Regions from separate parts of the Sus scrofa genome. Here regions 1 and 2 are each linked to region 3. The links are chromatin contacts, called in public HiChIP or PLAC-seq maps. All regions are on one chromosome and are shown on one strand. Each heading gives the region's core, a stretch centred on a gene start, on an enhancer-like site or on the middle of the called end of the contact. The rest is flanking DNA. Distances are from core to core; before and after follow the strand shown.

Region 1 (2,834 bases), core at 287-2,786, 120 kb before region 3:
AAATAAAGCTGTTCACTATGCCCAGGCCAGGCTGGCTCTAAGAAAGGGGGGGATATGTGCATCAGGCATTGGAAACAAGCACAGCCTGGTGGATGGAGAATAGCTAATTTTATAGAGTAAATACACATTTCTAAAAATCCGTTAAAGACATTCTCTCAGATACTACACTGACAATATATTCTAACAAAACATAAAACACTAAGTAACACTTTAAAAGCAATCAACATGCTGGTGATGGAGAAGAACCAGTCTTCTCTTTGGCTAGGTAACAACAGTGAATGTCGGGTAGGAAGATTGCATTAAAGAACATACAGGACCCTGTTAGGACTGTGGAATTGGAGCCATAAGCCAGAATCTGAATCTAACTATTTATGAAAAGCTCATTGAAAGAAAAAAAGTAGGAGGTACGTGGCAATGGCTTAAGCAAACTGTTGTTAGTTACATAAGTACCACATATTTAGAGGCACTGGGGGATGGATAAGATGGACACCTTGCAAATAAGGTAGTGCATGGTAGAAAAAAGTTCAGTGTAACAGGTGGGGAAAACTTAAACGGCACTTCTATCTCTAGTCAGAGAGAACTACCCACCAAAGCCAAACAGGAAACAGCTTCCAACAAACTCCTAAAATCAAAAATAAAACAACAAAAACCAAAAGGGAAATAAATTTCAAAACCAAGAAATCAAGGTTTCTCTTTGCCCTTAGTTTTCACCCTAGTTGAGGTACCTTCCCTAAATCTATAGCAAGTAAGAAAAAGCTTATAGGGTGTTTTCCAAAAGAAACAATAAAGCATATTATACAGGTTAAAATTACAATAAGTAAATGCAGCTTCTTCAAGAGTAAATAGAAGGTGTGCTTTAAGAAACAGGTTTCTTAAAAGATACTAGAATTTTTTTTTTTTCTTTTTGCCGTGCATATTCAACTGCCTCTAGATAGTGAACCCTTTACAACTAGCAAATTAACTGCTTTTGGCCAGAAAAGAAATGCTAAGGACATAGGCTCAACTTTCTAATTTGAGAAGCCCATTTTGGTGAATCACCTTCAGTCCACAGATACTTGGAATTTTAGCGGTCACTGTGAGTCCTTAAAAACTTAATTATTCATGTTGTTTACAGAAGTAACACTTTTTTAAGAGATCAAGAATCACACACACACACACACACACACACACACACACACACACACACACACACGCACGCTCACTCAAAAGTACCAAATCAGGCTCCGGCAGCTGCAGAGAGATTACAACATAACTCAGCTGTGCCTGGATTGCTCACTTCACACTGGCAGCATTCAAGATCAGAAAAATGCAATGGCAGCACAATTGGTCAGCAGCTTCTCTTCTGGAATTTTTCCAGGTTCTTGAAACAAACAACAAACAAACAAATAACAAACAAACGAATGAACATAAAGCTGCAATCACGCTTGCATTGATTTCAAAACAGTAAACTAGGCGTTTCCTCAGAGAAGCAGAGCCCATCCAGAAGACAGTAGCTAGAAGGCCCCCAGCCAGTGATCCTGTACAGCTTCTGCAGGGCTTACTTAGGGGACCCTCAGCCACCAAGGAGGTTCTCCGGACGATCGGCTCAGGCAGCGGCTGGGCCCTCAGGCTGTATTCATTTCTGAGCTGTTCTGGCTGGGTGGCAGATGGGAATCCAGGTTTTCCTTGCACCTCTCCAGGTCGTGGAAGTATGGGTGAGACAGGGCACTGTAGGCTGATATTCTTTTGGCTGGATTAAATGTCAAGCACTTCTGTGATTGAGAAATAAAATAATGGAGAAACATAAAACATGTCCATTTAAACCATGTGCTTACATAGTTATGTATCTATTGACTGCCATGTATTAAGTGTGACCAAAATGAGAATGAGTATCTACTTTAAGGGACACTTAATACACTGTACACAGTGCTCACATATGTGTCTAATGTAGAAGCACATTTCTGTGCTTTGGGAAAAGGCAACACCGTTTCGGTTGCCTGTGGACTCTTATATACACAGGATTTCTCCAACCCAATAATTAACTATTATGAGAGAATGCATATCATTTTATTTAGGGTAGTGACTTTTCTGATGCCAGCAAACGTAGTGCTATAATCAGAGTCTTTGCCCTTAGTTTTCACCCTGCCCCAGGTTGTATCATTGATCAGGGGATGGACAAGGGTTGCCTTGTGCAGGTATAAAGGGTAATTACTGAACACCAGGCCAGTGGAAGGGGCAACAAGTAAGGGTGAAAACCCAGATGCTAATTATATGGATCCACTAGCAAGCCATGTACCCTGAGCCACCCAGACAAGGGATGCCCTCCTTCTAGTTCACATCAAAATGCCATGTGTGCTGGCGGCAGCCCTATAGGGAGATACAGCTCAAATCCCTCAACTATTCCAGGCTGTTGACTCCGGTGCAGGTAGAAGCTGAAAGGTGAACTCTATCATAGCAATCTGCATTCTCAGGCTGTTGACACATAATCACTTAGTCACATTTTCCTCATTTCAGTTCCGCTTCCATTCCAACCCCAGGTCATCTTGTTCTTCAAATCCTCTCTTTTCATCAACTCCTCCAGCGTGCCTGGCAGATGGCAAGCACTAACTGATGATGAGTCAGACCCCTGCCCTCCAACTGCCCCAGGAGCTCACAGGTAGCAGAGGAAGCTATACTGCCTCTCCATCCTTGTGATGCAGAGTCCACCTGGGTGAGCTGGGGATCTGAAATGCCTCTGGATTTCAGTCCTCTATGTAATCTAGACTTAACATCATTCTGGTTATGGAGACCTCTTCCCTTTATTCTGGTTTCTGCCCATAAGTAGCTCACAGTCCTAGTCAAGTTCTGATTGGATT
Region 2 (2,700 bases), core at 115-2,614, 130 kb after region 3:
CTGAGCCCGCTGCCCCCGCCTGGCCCCGCACCGCCCGCCTCCGCTCTCCCCCCTCGCTCTCCGGACGGTCGGCTCCGGCGGAGAGAAACGGGAGCAGCAGTGCCTTTCCCCCCCGCTCTCCTCCACTTTTTTTTGTTGTTGTTGTTGCTTTCCCACGCTGGCTGAATGTGACTTGACCCCATTTCAAAATAGTTTGACATAGTGCTTCAACATTTCCGCATTCCTCCGCGACTACAAAGGCTGCAGCCGCCTCCTTCTGCTTTCTGTCTCTGCTCTCTGTCTTCACACTCAATGAAATCCTTCATGTGCCTCTCTCCAAGCCTGCCAAGCACCGCAAGGGTCGCCACCAGCGCAGCGACAAGAGGCCGCACCGGGGACCACGACTCCCGCGTGTGCGCACACGCAGATGCTCCCACGTGCACAATGACCGGCGCAGTGCTGGGCCCGAAGGTGCTCACCCGGGGCGTGCATTTTAACTTCAATATTTTAAATTAGGAGAGTAAATTGGGAAACCAAAGCAAGCGTGCATCATTGCGGGGCTCCCAGCCCGGGCGCCGGGCGCCTGCGTGCACTCCTCTAAATGTGCCTAAACGCCCGCAGTGGTTGCCAGCAAAAAGTCTGCGTTAACATTTATCTCACGGTGGGAAAGGTGAAGCCCCCACCCACAGGGTCAGCGAGATGGAGGGCGAGCTTTCGTGGTGAAATAAATATAGGGCACCCAAACATCCCCCCGCATCGAGTCTCCAAAAGCATGCACTTTAAATCCTAAATGTGGGTTATTATGTGAGTTTCCAGGTGGAGTTTGAGTTCCGTTTGAAGAAACCGGATAAGAAGTGTTTGTGTGGGTGTTTGTGCGCAAGGCTATGCGGGATCAAGCACAGGATCTCGGCGTTAGGGGGGTGTCCCTCGTGTGGGATATACCCCTCTTAGCCAGATTAGGAGAAACTTTTGCGCCCCCAAACTGGCCCCCGTAACAAGTCCGCCTCGGGTTGTAAGGGGTTAACTAAAGTGGATTCCGAAAACCTACCACCCCTCCTCCGCACCCGTCGCCCCTACCCACCCTCGCTTCGGACCCCCGCCAAGCCCCGAAATCTCCCCTGGGGACCCCCCACCCAGCAGCCCACCCACCCGAGAGCACAGCTCCTCACCTGATGGGCCTCGCCGCTTCGGGCTTCGCGAGGGGGCTGCGGGTGTCAGTACGACCTTCGCACGTGTCCACCGCGGCGCGGAGCAGGTAACTCGGCTCGGAGGAAGAAGTCACCAGCCCTCTCTCCGGCGAGGGGGTGGGCACTGCGGCGGAGGGCGGAGGGACGGCGGAGGGCGCCGCCCGCGCCGCTCGCTGGGGGCGGACGGGGGCCGCGGGGCTCCGGCCCGCGCTAGGGGCCCGAGTTGGGGAGGCGGCGGAGGCAGCGGGGCGGGGCTGGGGGGCCGGGAGGCCGACTCCGCCGAGACCCTCCCCGCCGCAGCTAGGTTGGGGGCTCGCCGCGCAGTGGCAAGCAAGTGTGCAAATTAAAGCCTTCCGGAGAGAGGGGAGGCGGCCGAGACCCGGCTGTGCTCGGAACCTCCTGGCCCCCTAGCTCTCCGCTCCGAGTAGGGGGCGAAGAAGGGAGGGGGGGAGTTAAATGAAAATTTCCGGCTTTCACTGCCACTGGAGTGGGGATCTTGCGACTAAAATAAAAGGCGTGAGAGGGAGAGTGGAATGTGTCGTCGGGAGTCGGTGGAGTTACCAAATCCAGGGTCGCCCGGAGTTGGGGTTTTGACAGAGTGAGGTGGGGGTATCGGCAGTCTATGATGCAAACGGATGGGAAAAACAGAACAACCAACAGTAATTATGAAGGTCTGTAGGGAGGGTAAAAGCGACACTTTCCAAGAAACTGAAAAATCAGACCAAAAAAATAACTCTTCTCTATTAAAAAAAAAAAATTGGCAGGACGCCTTGTAGAAAAGAAAATACTAATCTGTCCAAAGCACTTTTCACTTTCAGCATGAACTGCATTTGTTTTGTTGTCCTTCGCTTCCTTTCGGCCTCACCAAGCCCTATCTCTTCCTTTTGGACAGAGAATATGATTTGGAAATTGTCAGGCACTTTTGTGGTTAACGATCTACTTGATGGGGCTGGCCGGTTCACAATTATTAAGTGGCTAGCAACTGTTGAGGGTTCACTGAGGTATTTCTGGGGAGCTAAGAAGCCTAAAATTGATTGTAAATAACAGAACTGCAAGATAACACACACACACACACACACACACAGAACACAATTCGGTGGGTGCTCAGTTGAAATGCATTATTGGAATTCTGAAATTTGAAACCTTGTAAGAATGCATATTTTACCTGCTGAGAAAACCTGAATACAATTATTTCAGGTGAAAATGAGATTTTGGAGAAAAAGAAAAGTCTTCTAGACTTTCTACAATGAAGTAAAACAAACCTTAAAATAGCTGTTTTTAGGAAAAAATTTCAGTATTGTCCAAAATCTCTTTCTGTAAAATACTTGAAACTTTTTAAAACATCTTTAATGCAAAGCCTAAAAAATTTTATTTATTTCAGTGCTCTGTGGAAAAATTAAAACCCAACAAAATTCTGTTGGAATTGAAAATATTATTCTATAAATCTTTTTTGACTTTTTGAATTAAACCGTGTTGCTAATTTCATAGTACATCAAAATTTTGCCTTTATAAAATTAATTCTATACTGCAGTGT
Region 3 (2,724 bases), core at 209-2,708:
CACTGTGGGAAACACTAAAATTGTACAACATTGGATTTGAGTGAATAAAAATGGCAGTATCCAGGAGTTCCTGTTGTGGCCCAGTGGAAACGAATCTGACTGGGAACCATGAGGTTGCGGGTTCGATCCCCAGCCTCGTTCAATGGGTTAGGGACCCGGTGTTGCCATGAGCTGTGGCGTAGGTCGAAGACGAGGCTTGGATCCTGCGTTGTTGTGGCTGTGGTATAGGCCGGAGGCTGTGGCTCTGGGTCGACTCCTAGCCTGGGAACCTAAAGAGGAAAAAAAAAAAAAAGGCACTGTCCACCGTAACAAAATTTCAGTAACACATCTCAACTTAGGAACTTGCACTAGGAGGCTATCAAAGCCCAGGTAAAATGAAGATGCTTTACAGAGGCACTGTCTTCTGTAAATCCCAAGAAGTGCACACATTCTAAGAATTAAAGAGCTAGCAAAAATCCATGTGATAGAAACATTGTTTTACATTCAATTCAAAAGACCATGTCTCATACTCCATTGAATAAACATAACAGAACACTGGAGCTACAGCACATTTGCAGCAGTGGGCGGGGGGATAGAAAAATCTCATTAAATACAGTTTGACAGACTGGCTCCTGACCAAGCACATAAGTGTATGCCCATAAGAATGTTAACTCTAAGAGGCAACAAAATCTTCTCTACCTTCTGGATCTCCAAGAAACCCTTTGGCTGCAAAACCTCTCTAAAGCCTTTGGTCTCGTCACTCTTCAGACAATGCTTGGTCTTCACACTCAAACTTGGCCTCTAGCTTCTGAGATGTCAATGGCAGCCAAAAGAGGGTGCCTGTACAGTGGAATGGAAATATCCAGGTGACAACCAGACCCTGTCTGTGTCACACCTTGACAGGACAGTGCTGGCCAAACGGATGTATGGAGGAAGCAAAGAACATCCTGTGCTTTCTTGGAGTAAAACATCCTCCAGGCAGGGGCGTTACAGTTAAACTGTTTTTTTGGCCAGAACTAATTCGCCACAGTGACCACTTATGAAGGGGCTAGAATTAGGTGAGTCAAATGGATGACTATCTTTAATAAACAAGGAAAGCAGTCATTTGATGAACTTCACAAGTATACGTGGTACAGTTCAAGAGCCAGCCGCCTACACATGCCCCCAGCAGGGGCATCCTGTATGGCTGAAATACATTACTCTCTGCATGGAAGCAACTCTCACAGCGGTCAACAGCGTCTGCCTTTACTGAAGCGATAGTCGACCTATCAGACAGTAACTCAAGATGTGTTTTATTGCCACTGAGAATGCGTAGCGGAGGATCTGGATGGGTTTTCATGTTTGTCTTGGCTCTGGTGTTTTCCACGTACCCAGCCCTGGGAATCCTACCGAAAACGTATCTTGTTCCCAGTCCTGTGCGCTGCCCCATTGTGCTCCACTTCCCTCACTGGTGAAAGTGAAAACGAAACCGGCACAAACACTCCATTGTTAACTATGAAATATGTACTGGCAACTGCACGGTTTTCACAAAACAGCCCTGGTTGTGTCATGGCAAGGAGAGGTCGAGCGGGGAGGGAGTTCCAGGAGCCTTTCCGGCTTCAGAGGTGTGTCCTGCACTTTTGTCGAGGTGCCGGGGCGACAGGGCTTTGGGTTTTTTCCATTATACTCGGTTCGTGCTCTCAGTTTGATTTACTCAGTATGCACTGGCAGCGTTTGCAGGCTTCTGTGGGAGCAGCTCGGCTGCCCAAGCCGAGGCACAGACCTTGCCAGGTCTCCATAGTAAATACAACACGCACGGAGAGGAAACAAGCACAAACAATTTATTTTCTCCTGTAAAAGATGACATTGTTCTCTGATCTCTGGTCCTGCTTCACTTTGTCAACTTGGTGGTGCCAATGGGGTGCTATAAAATGAACGATTCCAAACACAAACGAAGAAAATAAGCACAGGCTGCAGGATGTACACATCCGTGGGGCCCACGTCCAGGCAGGTTCCGAGAGGAGGACACTGGTGACCTCTTGTAGTGGTGTGGTGCAGGGGGGCTGGCTTCCCTGACAGCCCCCATCCCTACCCCAGCCCTAAGAAGATTTCTGAGTCTCAGGGCCTCCTAGAACTCTGTCCTTTTCCTGTATTGCAGTTCTGTTTCTGACTAGGCATTTCTTGGTGTGACACCTGGGGGGAGAGCTGTCTCCCCCTTTTGACTGTGAACTCCATGAGAGCAAAGACCTTGTCCCTTTCTGTTCACCCTGGTTCCTCTGGTTCATCAACAGTGCTCGGCACATGGAAAGTGAGCAGTGTTTGTTGACTGAATGCTGCAACTCCATTTCGTTAATTTTATATCCCCGGATTATTGAAACCTTTCTGAATCCACAAGATTTCTTCTTTTTTCTTTTGGTCATGCCTGAGGTATGCAGAAGTTCCCCGGTTAGGGACTGAACCCGAGCCACAGCAGTGACAAAGCTGAATCCTTAATGGTGAGGCCACCAAGGAACTCCCACAAGGTTTATTGTTGACTAAACACTACCAATACTGGCGCTGGAGTGAGAAATCATCTACTGCCAAAGGCACAAGAAGGGGTGTAAACAATTTAATTTTTTGGTAATACTTGTGGTATTAAATAAATGAGTGATTGTAATAAGGCATTTTGGAAATCTTATCAGTTCCATATAAAAAAAAAATCCTCCAGTGAGTTTTTGTAATTTTTACAGCTGTCAAATAAGTCTTTCTATGTTTATTATTTACTTG

Evidence for each region. HiChIP or PLAC-seq counts read pairs in DNA pulled down with a chosen protein or histone mark.
Region 1: a contact with region 3 is called in an H3K27ac HiChIP or PLAC-seq map of skeletal muscle. The contact joins two enhancer-like sites. A contact is called at or near these places in 1 of 47 Hi-C or Micro-C datasets (embryonic fibroblasts) and 2 of 2 datasets of contacts at active chromatin or transcription factors (alveolar macrophages and skeletal muscle).
Region 2: an H3K27ac HiChIP or PLAC-seq map of alveolar macrophages shows a contact between it and region 3. The contact joins the promoter of CDK6 here to the enhancer-like site in region 3. A contact is called at or near these places in 6 of 47 Hi-C or Micro-C datasets (brain, embryonic fibroblasts, mesenteric adipose tissue and 3 more) and 2 of 2 datasets of contacts at active chromatin or transcription factors (alveolar macrophages and skeletal muscle).

Annotation. Positions count from the first base shown.
Region 1 is chr9:72,519,550-72,522,383 of Sscrofa11.1, forward strand. CDK6 (a long non-coding RNA gene) reads right to left here. Exons shown (of 8, transcript XR_002347034.1): 8 at 1-1,751. Among named protein-coding and RNA genes, the nearest start is that of FAM133B, 17 kb to the left of the region's middle. Within about 2 kb of position 1,537, at least 11 of the 83 cell types and tissues checked have an H3K27ac peak or open chromatin away from gene starts, as enhancers often do. A contact at or near this core is called in skeletal muscle, where this site is marked.
Region 2 is chr9:72,764,267-72,766,966 of Sscrofa11.1, forward strand. CDK6 (a long non-coding RNA gene) reads right to left here and starts at 1,365. Exons shown (of 8, transcript XR_002347034.1): 1 at 1,149-1,365. It overlaps LOC102161391 (a long non-coding RNA gene), which reads right to left. Exons shown (of 3, transcript XR_002347038.1): 3 at 2,556-2,700.
Region 3 is chr9:72,637,198-72,639,921 of Sscrofa11.1, forward strand. All of the region lies in intron 4 of CDK6 (a long non-coding RNA gene), which reads right to left. Among named protein-coding and RNA genes, the nearest start is that of CDK6, 130 kb to the right of the region's middle. Within about 2 kb of position 1,459, at least 54 of the 83 cell types and tissues checked have an H3K27ac peak or open chromatin away from gene starts, as enhancers often do. A contact at or near this core is called in alveolar macrophages, brain, embryonic fibroblasts and 5 more, where this site is marked.